Linked DNA regions of Zea mays: region 1 is linked to region 2. Evidence: chromatin contacts called from public Hi-C data. All regions are on one chromosome and are shown on one strand. Each heading gives the region's core, a stretch centred on a gene start, on an enhancer-like site or on the middle of the called end of the contact. The rest is flanking DNA. Distances are from core to core; before and after follow the strand shown.

Region 1 (7,136 bases), core at 444-2,943, 280 kb after region 2:
TGACACACCAAATTCAACAGAGTCGCCGGCGCGCAACTCCTCCACCTCCACGTTACTCAACGTCTCCTCAGACGAGGCGGCGGCCGGCGACGCGGCGTCGGCGGAGGAAGAAGAGGATGGCATTGCTACGTACCGTCGTCGGCGGCGGGCGGTCTGCTTCACTCGAGCCAGAACGCCGGCGAGTTAAGGGAGCAGCGGAGGAAAAGGAGCAGCAAGACGACGGGCGGCTAGGGTTTTACGGAGCGCGGAAGGCAGAGTTCAAAAAGCGCCGCCCCCGCCCCCCTTTTATAGGCGGGGCGCGGCTCTTCGGGAAACCCGCAATCCGACAGGCCGCGACGCTTCGGGAAACCCGCAATCCAACAGTACGCCGTCCATCAACGGTCACATCAAAAACCCCCGCGGAACCACTTCGAGCGAGGGCAGCGTCTCCGCCATCTAGCGACGTCTTCGGCACCAGGTGACTTTGTCGAACTGGTCCCTCGGAGGGCAAATGTTGGGGCGAAGGCAAAGACGCCACCCTTCGCTCGAGGCCTTCGCTGCAGCCGCTGGTCCGACAGAGACAAAGCGGGCAGGGACACCCTTCGCAAGACTCGGCACGTTGACGAAGGCCTGCGGCGACGTCCTACCACGGCGCGTCCTCGTTCAGTCCCAAGGCCCACGTGCGATCTGGCCCATTGTAACGGGCCCCGCGTGGCCGCCTCTGTATTACGGGCCTGACTTGTAAAGGAGTACTTGTAATTACGGTCTGTAACCCTGCTTTATGGGAATATTCTGGGGATAAAATAGGTGTCTGAGGGCACATGCGTCCTTAACACAAGACGCTGGGCACTCAGATACCTATAAATACCCCCGCACAGTGCCCGTGAGGGGCTAGATCAACAGTGCTATTGCCCCCGTGCACGTAACCCTGTTGTCACCACCGTTCACTCTTGTTGGCCTTCTTGCTGCAGAGAGCAAGTTACAACAGGCGGCATCCGGCGGCGAGGTGTCGCTCGACCTCGACCTGGAGATGGAGGAGCTCGGCAGGACGACGCAGCTGCGCTCGCACCCGTCCTTCTCCAGCTCGCTCGAGAGGGACGACCGCGTGTCGTTGCAGGAACCCCATAAGAGTCACTCCACCTCCTCCTGTTCCTCCGATTCTGACACCGACGACGGCCGGAAGCGCCACGACGACGACGGTGAGGTTGTCCGGTGCACGTCTTCGTCTACCGCAGCGGGAACGAGGTCGTCTTGCAGTGGCTCGGCTTGTTCCTCACAGTCTCAGCAAAATCGATATCTACTGACGGACGACGACGGATTCGAAACGTAGGCGGCCTAATGATTCTCCTCAGCGGCTAATCAAGATTTTGAGTCTATTTCGTCGGATAGATGTCCTCTGTTTTTCCATATCCTCGAATCTCTCTCTCAACGCCTCCGTTTCGATGAAGCGGAATGTGTCGTATTTTATAATGACAAAAATCTCTCTAGGACTGGGCCTGCTCCTACTAAGACGGCCTTCGCTCTCTCGGGCCTGATGGGCTGTTCAGAGATGAACGAGCGCAAATGGAGCCCACTTCAGCTATCGTTCTTTGGGCCTTGAAACTGTCGACGATACCTGTCATCGTAAGCAACAGAACCCAAACCTCGCCGATTCGCTCCCCTTCCTCACCGCGCGCGTACGCCGCCGCCGCGCTCACCTCACCGAACCCTAAACCTGAGCCACCGCCCTCCCCCGGAGGTCCGCCGCTCCGTGTGGGACTCTAGGCGTCGCCGGAGCCCCCTCCAGGGGCTAGCGGCGGAGGAAGTCGGAAACCGATTACCCCTCCCCTCCCCTTACCGGGGGAGGGAGAAACTAGCGGAGGAGGCGAATCAGGTCAGAGTGGGGCACGATGAGGATCATGATCAAGGGAGGCGTGTGGAAGAACACGGAGGACGAGATCCTCAAGGCGGCCGTGATGAAGTACGGCAAGAACCAGTGGGCGCGCATCTCGTCGCTGCTCGTCCGCAAGTCCGCCAAGCAGTGCAAGGCCCGCTGGTATGAGTGGCTCGATCCGTCCATCAAGAAGGTAACCGACTGCTCGCCTCTCTTACGGTTCTGTCTTCCTCTCTCGGCAGACTAGCCTCACTGCCCGGTCGCCGTTCTATCACTGATTTTCGCTTTGCTTGGAGTGTCGTTCTCCTAAAGATCTAGCTGCCACGTTTAGAACACTGTCTTTTTCTTTTTCTGAATCCTTCTGCACTGGGAAGCATGCAATTCATAATGAGAGGGTAACTGTCACTGGATGGTTTCTTGTTCACTCAACAGTACAGATGTGGTTATTAAGGATTCTGGAGTGGCGAGTTCGTTTGAATTAAACTTTTAAGAAGCTCAGCACATTCTGCCGAGAAAGTGGAAAGCACTACAAGTCAATAAGTGATTTCCTTTCCTATGAAATCTTGCATGCTTAATGCATGACCTAATTCTTAGCAGTTTTGGTAACAATGTCCCCTGCATGCTAAAAGAGAAAAAAATGTTTGTCCTATGCATTTATGCATTGGAAGTTGGAACAACAGCAAGATTTATGCTCTATGAACTTTGATAGGTGTGCTGGTTATGAATTTTGGTAATATCAATCATTAGATGACTCTAAGTGTTATCAGCCGTTATCCTTTCACAAACATTCGAACTGGCAAACTTTAGAATCAGATAAAAGAATATCGTCTTTCAGCTTGAATATCTCGAGTTGCAAGTTGGCGGTAATACGAAATATTGACATCCTTACTTTAGTACTCCCTCCATCCCAAAATATAGTTCTTTCTAGCCTCCCATTTTTTCTGTCCACATTCATTCGAATGAATGTAGACAACTAGACATACATACAAACTACATTCATAGATTAATTCATTAATGTATGTTTAGTCTAAAACGAATTATATTTTGGGACAGTGGGAGTAGGTTATTGAATCTAATGCTTTCTGGAGCCAGATAATGAATTAATATCTTTTGCTTTTGTCTTGATAAGCATCCGTGTTTATATCGTTATATACATTATTATCTATTGATTCTGAAGGGCAGTCCTGGTGTAGTGGTGAGATATGTCTCACTGAGTCACCAGGTCGTTGGTTCGAAGCAGTTTCTTCGCATTGGGGCGGGGGGAGGCTTGCCTCGGTTGGGTCTGCCCTTCTTCTTATATCCTATGGATTCAACATCATCTAATAACATTTAATATTTCTACTAGCTAGATAACATACATTTCAACATAGATATTAACTGAATGAAAGTTTTTACAGTCTAGTGGTAACTAAATATAACTGGACTAAGCACCTGAATCATTTTTCTTGCCAAAAGAGAAACTTTGCACTGTTTAAGTAAAATTTGATAGTTTGGTTGCGCGAAATGTCTATAGCAGATGTTAACTTCTTCATAAAGTTGATTTTGAATGTAGAAGGTTTGGTCCACTGGGAAGTTACTTTATTTTATCTGAAATTCTGAATTATGTTGAAGGACAGCTCTTTTCACTGGACTTGGTTATTCAGAGTGGTGTACTTAACCAGGAACAACTAACCCTAGCTACTGTGTCGTGATCAGTTGCATGTCACTTTTACAGTTAGGTTCTCAGTTACTAAATAGGTTTATTAGCAACAGCAGTTTCATGCTGACTACCTGTTGTAATCTGTCTAAAATTTATCACACTGTGAAAATGCACCTAGGTAGCCTTTTAAGTTTGAATGAATAAGCTAAACTGGCTGATTCAACATTTCAACACTTAATTTGGTCAGGTGAGTTCGAATTTTACCTTATCTAGTCTTGATGTATTTAATTAGAAGAGCAGGGTGAAATATGAGCATTAGGTAATGGAACATTAACATGCTATAGTTATGAAAGGGTCTACTTATCTTGTTTTGGAGCTGGTTAGCTTCTGGAAAAATTTTAGTGTCTACAGATTTGTAGTTATTACTGTGTAAATGATTGGTTATTACTGGCTTCTAGCATGCAGCTTTTTTGGCAGATGTCAAATTTTTTAATTGACAATAGTTTCTTGGCAACCTAGAGCTATTGAACTTTTCACGCTTTAATATATTTATGAGATGAATGTCCGCTCTAAGTTTATCATTTGATAGTTTGTATGATGAATAAAATCAATACAAACTATGTTAGCATTTTCATCATTGTATTGATACAACTTGGAATGTTACTAGCCACTACAAATCATATTTAGAAGCAGTGCATTACTGATGTTTAGAAGAACTATTGTCTCTATTTTTTTTATTTCTTCCTGTCAATATTCAGAATTTGCTTCTTAAAAATAGAAGACAAAGCCGTCCAGTTTCCTCTTTGAATATTTGGTTGTGTCCAGAATGTTGCTATGGATCTGATTGGTCAAGCAATTAACGCCTTTTCTTCATTGATGGAATGTGGACCCATGTTGTTAAAAGTATAATGTAGTAATTAAATGTCTTTTGTTTGTTAACACAGGCTCTTAATCTAAATGAATGTGTGATACACTAGTACTTGTAATAAGGTGTTTGGTTACTGTACGGCGGGCACTATCATCTAATTTTTAACTTCAGTGAAGTTCTCTGAAATCACATCATCTGCAATGTTTTGACATGAATGGTTTAAAAAACCCATAACCTTCAAAATAGTTCTTTCATTGGTCATTTGCTCTATTATGGGCTTATGGCATAGGTCTTTCTTGTTTGTCACCAAGATGATTGTTTATTGTTTCTCTCACTGTGCTAACTCATCTATGTTAATTTCAGACCGAGTGGACAAGGGAGGAGGATGAGAAATTACTTCATCTTGCTAAACTCATGCCTACTCAGTGGAGGACAATTGCACCTATTGTAGGTCGAACACCATCTCAGTGTCTTGAACGTTATGAAAAGCTGCTTGACGCCGCATGTGCAAAGGATGAAAATTATGAGGCTAATGATGATCCTAGGAAGCTGCGGCCTGGCGAGATTGACCCAAACCCTGAGTCAAAGCCCGCACGTCCTGATCCTGTTGATATGGATGAAGATGAAAAAGAAATGCTTTCTGAGGCTAGGGCCCGCTTAGCTAACACTAGGGGTAAAAAGGCCAAACGGAAGGCAAGGGAGAAACAACTTGAAGAAGCAAGAAGGCTTGCTTCACTACAAAAAAGGAGAGAATTGAAGGCAGCTGGTATTGATACACGCCACAGAAAAAGAAAGAGAAAGGGGATTGACTACAATGCTGAGATTCCATTTGAAAAGAGACCACCTTCAGGTTTTTATGATACTGTTGGTGAAGACAGACCACCTGAACATGTACAGTTTCCAACAACCATTGAGGAGCTTGAAGGGAAGAGAAGAGCAGATATAGAGGCACAATTAAGAAAACAGGATATTGCCAGGAACAAGATCCTGCAGCGACAGGATGCCCCTGCTGCTATAATGCAAGCGAATAAACTAAATGATCCAGAAGCTGTCACAAAGAGGTCAAAGCTAATGCTGCCGCCTCCTCAAATTTCTGACCACGAGCTAGAGGAGATAGCAAAGATGGGCAGTGCTGGTGATCCTGCTTTAGCTGATGAGCTTGGTGAAGGAAGCACTGCCACAAGAACCTTGCTTGCCAGCTATTCTCAGACTCCAAGGCTTGGTATGACACCATTGCGAACTCCGCAGCGAACTCCAGCTGGGAAGGGTGATGCAATCATGATGGAGGCAGAAAATCTTGCACGTCTCAGAGAATCACAAACACCTCTATTAGGAGGTGATAACCCAGAGCTTCATCCATCAGATTTCTCTGGTGTTACACCACGCAAGAAGGAGATACAGACTCCAAATCCAATGGCAACACCTTTAGCAAGCCCTGGCCCTGGTATTACTCCAAGGATTAGTATGACACCATCCAGAGAGGGGCACAGCTTTGGTTTAACACCGAAAGCAACTCCTCTTCGTGATGAACTTAACATAAATGAAGTGGAAATGCAGGACAACACTAAACTTGAGCTTCGTAGGCAAGCCGAACTGAGGAAAAGCCTGCGATCTGGTTTTGCTTCTATTCCACAACCAAAGAATGAGTACCAGATAGTCATGCCACCTATTACGGAAGATGAGAAAGAAGAAGCTGAAGAGAAAATTGAAGAGGACATGTCAGACAGACTGGCACGAGAAAGGGCTGAGGAACAAGCTAGGCATGAGGCATTGCTCAGAAAGAGATCCAAAGTGTTGCAGAGGAGTCTGCCTAGGCCACCGGCTGTTTCAGTAGAGATTATCCGGCAATCTCTTATTAGAAGTGGAGAAAGCAGAAGCAGAAGCACCTTTATGCCTCCTACATCACTTGAACAAGCTGATGAACTAATAAATGAGGAACTCCTTAGGCTTCTTGAGCATGATAATGCAAAATATCCTCTTGATGAAAAAACTCAAAAAGAGAAAAAGAAAGGAAGCAAGCGTCAGCAAAATGGAGGACCTCTTGTCCCTGAAATTGATGATTTTGATGAAGATGAACTAAAAGAGGTGCTATTCTTTTTCTTCATCCTCTTTATTTGTATTAGAATATTCATGATGAACTGTATCTCTTTCCTGATAGTTTCGTCATTATTTAATTAGACCCCACCACATGCACAGTTTCATGGAACTATTTGGATAAACTGTAACTTGAGAGGCTATGCGCACATCTTCCTGTATCTCAATGACATGACACTGTTCATTATTTGCAGTACTTAATTACAAATTACATTGAGTTAATTGAACTGAGGTCAACTGGCATTTTGATTTAATAGCAAATACATAGATTTACATGAGTAATATCCTGTAAGGCAGAGGTCATAGTTAAAATAAATTATTGAAATTTCTGGTACACAAAATTTGAACATATTTTCCCTGATTGACTGTCATTTTTAGGTTGCAGCTGTAGGCTGTAGTTGCATGCTAGTCGTTATAGAAGCAGTACTGCAGTAGAATTCTATTTGCTGTTTCCACAGCTGCAGTTGCAAAAATCTGCAGCAAGAGCAAGCACAGCCATTCTTTAAGACATGAGTTTGACAATTAGAATCTTCTCTTCAAGTGCAGATGATTAGAATTGTCGATGTGTGACAACTGTCATTTTTATGGGATTCAACTTTGCACCTAGAATCCTCTGTTTATGCACTATAATGTTGTCAACAAGTTTGAGCTTTGCATTATAATCTTCATGAAACTCCTACAAC
Region 2 (7,223 bases), core at 306-2,805:
GGAGTCAGAAGTATCAAAATCCACATATCAATCAATGTGACATTTTGGATCAGTTGGTTAGAGCCTAGAATATACTTGAAAAAATGGATAAAAGTTCATATTACCCCGCCAAAAATGCTGTGGAAAAGATGCCTCAAGGATACGCATTGCCTATAGATAGGGTTGTTTGGATAGACATATTCATCAAATTCTTCAGCACTGAGGCAGCAGCAGAACCCACCCATAATTCACTGGAAAATGTACAAATCCAGAATATCAGAACACAACTAAACAATCACAAAGAACAAGTTCTATAGCTTTCACATATCAGATGAGATCATAATGCTGACTATCTAAATGAAAATGAAATAAGGTTCCAGGAAATACCTTCGAAGTAGTTCCGTTGCCCCTGTAGAAGAAATTGGTTTTGACACTAAAGATGGAGTGGAAACAAGTTCACTTTCCCGGGCAGTTGATAGAAACTCTGAGTTTACCATGAACAATACTGGTAAAACATTCCCTAAGCTGTTCAACGAATAAAAAAGGAATCACCTTTAGATTACTGCATTGAGGGGAAAAACTTACTTTTTTGAAAGATCTAGCATGACTGGTAGCTTATTATGAGAAGAGTCACATACACAGGACGCTCCTACAAGTACCAGAAGTCCAGAACCAGTAGACTGCTGGGTCTGGATGACGAATGGGCGTACCCAGTGCCGTAGGCTTCCCGCACTGTGCGGGGTCTGGGGAAGGATATCTTTAAGCATCAAGTCTTACCCGCATAATATGCAGAGGCTAGGGCTCGAACCCGAGACCTTATGGTTACAGACGGTAGGCTCTACCGCTGCTGGGTCTGGATGACGAATGAGGCAAAATTACCATAAGTCTCCCTCATTCAGCTTCCTAGCTACAGGGACGAACGATACAATGGGTTCGTAAGCTGTAATCCTGCAGATCTCATGACTGCGCTATGCAGCCGAAATTCAACTGCCGCATCGATTCATGAGTGTATTGTACTACCCGTGGCAGGTTGACGCATGAATACTAACTGAAAGAAAGATCGAAGGCTAGGAAGCACAACTGTAACCCAAAATGCCACACTAACAGTTTCAGTAGAGTACACATTCTCTCTTTTGCGCGAGCCTGAGAACTGAGAACGAATACGTGTGCTCAAGATCAGGCCGCTAGATCCTTACCGTCTGTCGAGTGAACTAAAAGTGCTAGGAGTGGCGCGAAGCGCTTGCTCGGAGCAACTGGCATCTGCGAGCATAGCACAGCTGCATCCTCGGCCGATCTGCATCTTGCGCTGACAGGCGTCGAGAGGAGCCCCACTCCCATCGCAAGGCAATCGCGGCAGTACGCAGCCCCCCTATAAAGCGGCGTCGACAGGAGCGAGGGCCAGGGAAGGCGAGCAGCGCCGACAGATCGCGGCTGGTTGGCTGAGGAACTGGGCACCGACTGACAGCGATAGGGAGGTGAGAGAGGGGGCGCGTGGTGGAGCTCACCTCTCGTGCAACACGCCGCCTGCGAGGACGTCCACGGGATCGGGAGGGGCGGGCGGGCGGCGCGCCCAGGCGGAGGAGGGGAAAGCGGCGAGAAGCGGAGACACTGAGCCTGGTGGAGTTGGGGGGAGCGGCGGAGCGGAGGCTAGGGAGGGGATGGGACATCGGAGGGTTGGTGCGCGTGCGGACTCCCAGTGCGTTGCCGTGTCGCTGTGTGTGCGCGCTCACGCCAGATGCTATTTTTTTTTCCTGCACAAAATGTAGACATGTGTGTTAAAAAAAGGTACCACGTTACCAATATGCCTGAATTTACTTTTTATTTTGCCATGCGTATTCCCTCCATTCTAAACTACATGGCACTTTAGCTTTGCAGTAAACAAACTTCTTTAACGTTTATAAAGTTTATAAAATAATCTACAAGCATCTAAAGCATCCAATTAATGTTATGAATTACTCATATTGAAATATATCTTGACATCGTATTAATTTTCTAACATTCGAAGTTTAACTAAACATAGATAAAGTGAGCATAGTATCTATTTCTATATTTTGTTGTGCCAAAAATAAACATACAGACGAAGGTGCCAAACGTCACTACAGTGACGAGCCAGTTACTAATGGTCAGTGGCCTGTCGCTGCTGTCTGTCCTAACCAACGTAATGCTAACCACGGACGGCTGATGCTAAATTGCTAATTGCCAAAACTATTCTTTTCTTTTCACAACATGTGCATCGTCGCACCGGTGCTTTGCTTTTGCGCAATTGTGTTGTTGTGCAAATACATCTTCCTTCACATTCTTTTTTGTCTTCATCTAAGTGCTAACCACTCCATCACGTGTGTTGCATTGAATGCTAAGTAATTAACTAGAGTAGATGTCATGGATTAATGCATGTGTCAAGTTGTTAAGTCGGCTGAAATCTATCAGGTCGGAAACTCAAAAAATTGGGCTTTGCTCAACTAGATAAAACCCTAGTAAAAAAACTTCTAAAATCATGTAAAGTCGAACCATAGTAAGTGATTGAGTGCATAAAGAAAAGTACATATATTTTTATGTCAAATGGATATGCTATGTTATATTACATGATAAAGTGAAATTGTTACTTAGTATCATAATATTGGCATGTTTTTTTTAAAAAAAATATCGTTCAAAGGTACATTAGTTTCACTTTGGCTAAACATATAAGTTTTTTATGAAGTTGTAGGACTTGGCATCAATAAAGGAAATGTGTTCTCTTTTATTTAATCGCTAGCAAAAAATCTCTAGAGTGAGCATAATAGAGAAGATGTTAGAGAATGAAACGATATAGCGATATTCCTTTAATGCCAGTAGCACTTATATAGTACCGCTATGTATTGTTTTGTATACTAGACTAATCCAACAACACTTAATCTATCATATATACATAATTTTAATATGCATAATAAATATAATATCATTACATTTTTAATTTAAATGTACATAATATAATTTAAATATGTACAGTTCTAATTATATATATATATATATATATATATATTGCTACATGTACTTTAAATTTATATATACGGCTAGTTATACTTTAAAGTTATACAATATAATTTAAAATGAAATTGTGTGCATTTGATTAAAAATATTACGCCATCATATTGCTTATGTATTTTTTGGATTATATATAGGTGCTAAATTAAGTGTTGTTTAATTTTTTCAGTGCTTAAAGTAAATGCAGCGGTACTATGTAAGTGTTGTTAGGATGGAAGAAATATCTTTGTATTTTCTAGATCATGCCATGTTTAATTGTTACTTTTTTTCATTCCCCTAACATCCACCTGACTGATTCCATGCGAAAATGGCATATGACACAAAAAAGTACAATTTAATGATAATGAAGTAAAGTTTTAATTTCCAATAACATATAAGAAAAGGTTATAAATTTCGATTGTATTCAACAAATTTTCTCTGAAACAAAACACTGCGCCTAAACAAACTAAGGGAAGGGATTAGGAACTTTCGGCGGCACAACGCAAGCAATCAAAATTCGAAATCCGAAAGATTCTACGCTAACAAATTACTCCCCCCTCCCCCGTTCTTTTTTTATTTCTTGCGTTTTAGTTCAAAAACGAACTAGCCAACGACAAATATTCGAGAATGGAGGTTGTACTAATCTAGACTAGAGGATGATGATTATATTACTAGTACCAAGTATAGTATTACTATTTGTATTAGTTTTAGTTGGTTGTATGCCATTTCCTGATCCCCACACCACACTGCTCACCCTTCCCCTCCCCGCATCCCATCCCATCGTGCCCCTACCGAGGGGAGAGACATGATGTGGTGAACGTGGCGCCGCGAGCAAGGAAGGAGGGGTCGATCGAGGATGGTGGACGTCTCGCACGTGCAGAAGGACCTCATCGAGTGCAATCGCGACCAGGAGGTGTCGAGAATCTCCATCGCGCTCCACGACGGCGCCAACATCTCCCACCTCACCGGCACCATCGCTGCCCCCCAACAACCCCTATGAGGGCGGAATCTTCGTCATTGACATCCGTCTCCCGGTGAGCAACCCGCTGATCCTTCATCCCTAGATTCCCTCGCCCTCGTGCCATTCTCACCTCGGATCCCCCTCAGTCCTTTGTCTGTCCTCCCCATCATCACGTGTAGGGGATCTCATTCCACTCCTTCGGGCGATTCGTGGGCGGGTAGATTTGTCACACCCGGTTTTGGAAGGTAAACCAAATGCAAACCATGTACGTGCTAGGATCAGAACTCACGTACACAACGATTACATAATTGGACATCATCACACAATGCTCGAAATAAATAGTGGAAAGGTACTTTAATTACATCAAGATATCCAAGACATCCATAGAGTCTAACACATAGCCATAGTCTTCAACATTAATATCAAAGTGCGGAAAACGAAAGGTAGAAGATAAGCCTACACAGGCAGTTGACTGAGGGTTTGCCACTAAAATAAACTAGAACTCATCGTAGTCCTGGAACTCCTCAAAGTCCTCCATGTTGCCAGCATCTCCTCCTGAGCACTGAGTACAGTGGGGACAACCTGGGGTGGGGTGGTTTGTAAAGCAAGGGTGAATACACATCAACGTACTCAGCAAATGTCCCATTTGGCTAAAGTGGACTAGCTGTATGTGGAGTTAAGGTTAAGCAATTGCTTTTAGTTAGTCAAGTTTTATTATTATAAGTAGAGCCGAATTTTAGTAATAAACCCAGTTATTACCTAGAGGCACTCCCTCCAAGAGGAAATACAAGAGATCAAAACTATAACCATCAATTGCTAATCATTATCATAAAAGTAACCAAAGTTCTTCTAATCAAAGAGGATCCCAAGGCCGCTCATAATCGTGAGCATGACTGATATACCAGTTTCTAACACTCTGCAGAGGTCGCACACTTTACTCACAAGTCGTGATTCCCTTTCTGCCCGGGGTTCTAGCCTCCCCATTGATCACTACCAAGGTGACCTAGCAGGGTCTCACTACGTAGCCTTTACAAATATTTCCCAGAGGTCATAGTCGCCCGTTAGGTTTCTCCAATTTGATAAACACAGTACATCTCCCCAAAGGAAGGGTGACTAACAAAACCAAATCAAGAACCTCTGCAACTAGCCTCAGCAGAGCAAGTACTATGCCCGGACCCCATTGACGGCCCTACGGCGAAGCCAACTACTCCTCTGGTTCCTCTAATTAATCAGCTAAGGGCGTCCCATTCCACCATCATGGTTGCACTTTTATCCTGGGTTGTCACTCCCCAAACAGGTCCTTATGGAGAGGCACTCAGGAAACAACCTGAGTCCCCTAAAGTAATCACAAGAACCTCATCAGGATAACATCATCGTATCATAAATAATCACATAATGTTCATTGATTAAGTTAAAAGCAATAGCATAAGCTAACCATGATTAACCCAAAAAGGTAAACAAGGGTAAGGTAAATACAGACTAGTCAATCCTTAAGTTTCAATAATGTAATGCGAGACAATGAATTATAAAGTAAAGTAGGACATGATAGGTCTGAGGACACTTGCCTTCACCAGGTTGTTGCTCAGGAAAATCTTCAGCAACACACTCAGGAACCACGGACTGCTCGTTGTCTAAATAAATCGATCATACGTTCAATACATTTGGAAAGTACAAATGAACAACACATCAAACATGTACAAACATTGGATCACATCTCAAATGGTACAGTATTAAATAAAGGAGAATGAGGTCAAATTATAAAATGAACTAATCTTAATTAGGAGTTGATTACCCTCTAAGTGTTTGGAACACATCTCAAAAAGGTAAAGTAGTAATTAAACAAAGAAAGAGATTAAATTATAATATGAACTAATCTCATTTAGGAATTGATTATTCTTTAAGTGTTGTCCATAATTACATAACCTAATTCTATTCATTTTATTGAGACCTAAAAGTTAAACCAGAGATGAATTCATGTAATACATATTATTAATCTCACAAGATTAAATATACTTTAACTTCTAGGGCTTTCCTTTTATCCATTTCATTAAATTAGTAAATCAACATATACATTAATCTTATATTCTAGGTGTAAAATTAAAGTGTACAGACTATAGATGAACATAATTTATTTGGGTAGAGAATAATTTCATGAACATTTTGCAATTTGAACCACTAAATTTGGAGTTCATATGAAAAAGATATGAAATAAACAAGTTTTGAAGTTTGAAATATGAAATTAGGGCTAATTCTGTGATTAAATAAAAGCACATAGGGCTATTTAAAATAAACCAGGGGCCTGCGCGCTAAAACTCTTGACGACGGGTTGATTTCCTAAAACCCGAGGGTCTCTTAAGCAAAACCTACACGCAAAGGGGTACGGGGTAATCTCGACCATCAGATCAGAGATCGACGGATAGGATTAGATCCCACGGACGCGACTGACAGGCGGGGACGTGGTGTCAGCGAGCCAAGGCGGGCTGGCCAGCCGGGCCCAGCGGCATGAGCACGGGTGAGGGGGAGAGAAAAAGGATGGTCAGATCTAGATCGGAGGGCTGGGATTAGATCTATCTAGTTAAAGTCTAAACCGTCCGAACTCAGACGGACGTCCGAGATCCAACGGCCGGGGTCCGGACCTAAACGCGGTGGCGCCGCTTGGTCTCGCGGCGAGGGCTCACCGGAGAGGAGGGGGCGGCCATGACGGGGCTCTAGTGGCTTAGGGAAAGGGTCAGACACGTTCAGCGTGACACGACGAACACGACCGTGGGCGCAGAACCGACACGGGGGCGCTAGAGAACGCAGACTGCGGTGGAAAAAGTCCCGCGGCGGCACAACCAACTCCGATGAGCAATTGAGCCGGCGAGAGTGCGATACTTGGTGAAATAAGGGCATGGGAAGGGTGCTCACCTCAAATGCGAACTCTAGGACGCTTGGAGAACGTCAGGGGTGCGATGGAGCCTCGGGTCGACGGCGGCGGGGCTCCGGCTGCGCAAGAAACGCTCCGGTGAGCGCGGACTGGAAAAACCAGAGAGGGGAAGGGCAAACTAGAGGGTGTCCCGAGTATTTGACGGTAAGGCGGAACTCACCGAGGTAGCAGACGGGGCGAGCGCGGGCTCGACGACGGTCGCAGAACGGCCGACAGTCAACAGTGGGTGGTGGCGGAGCTCTCTGGTCGTCTCTGGTCACGCGTGCAGAGCGAGGGAGGGGGCGAGAGGGTTCGGCTGAGGGCACAAGTGAGCGAGGGAAGGTGGGCGAGCGTGGAGCTAGGCTCAAAAGGGGTGGG

The links. A called contact is a pair of places that touch in the nucleus more often than the background predicts.
Region 1: a Hi-C map of leaf shows a contact between it and region 2, with 5 times the contacts expected there. The contact joins the promoter of LOC541962 here to the promoter of LOC100282797 in region 2. A contact is called at or near these places in 3 of 25 Hi-C or Micro-C datasets (endosperm and leaf).

The regions. Positions count from the first base shown.
Region 1 is chr3:159,742,099-159,749,234 of Zm-B73-REFERENCE-NAM-5.0, forward strand. It overlaps LOC541962 (myb2), which reads left to right and starts at 1,694. Exons shown (of 4, transcript NM_001371617.1): 1 at 1,694-2,045; 2 at 4,723-6,444. The coding sequence starts at 1,869.
Region 2 is chr3:159,460,115-159,467,337 of Zm-B73-REFERENCE-NAM-5.0, forward strand. It overlaps LOC100282797, which reads right to left and starts at 1,556. Exons shown (of 6, transcript NM_001155703.1): 1 at 1,176-1,556; 2 at 367-504; 3 at 105-230. The coding sequence starts at 224.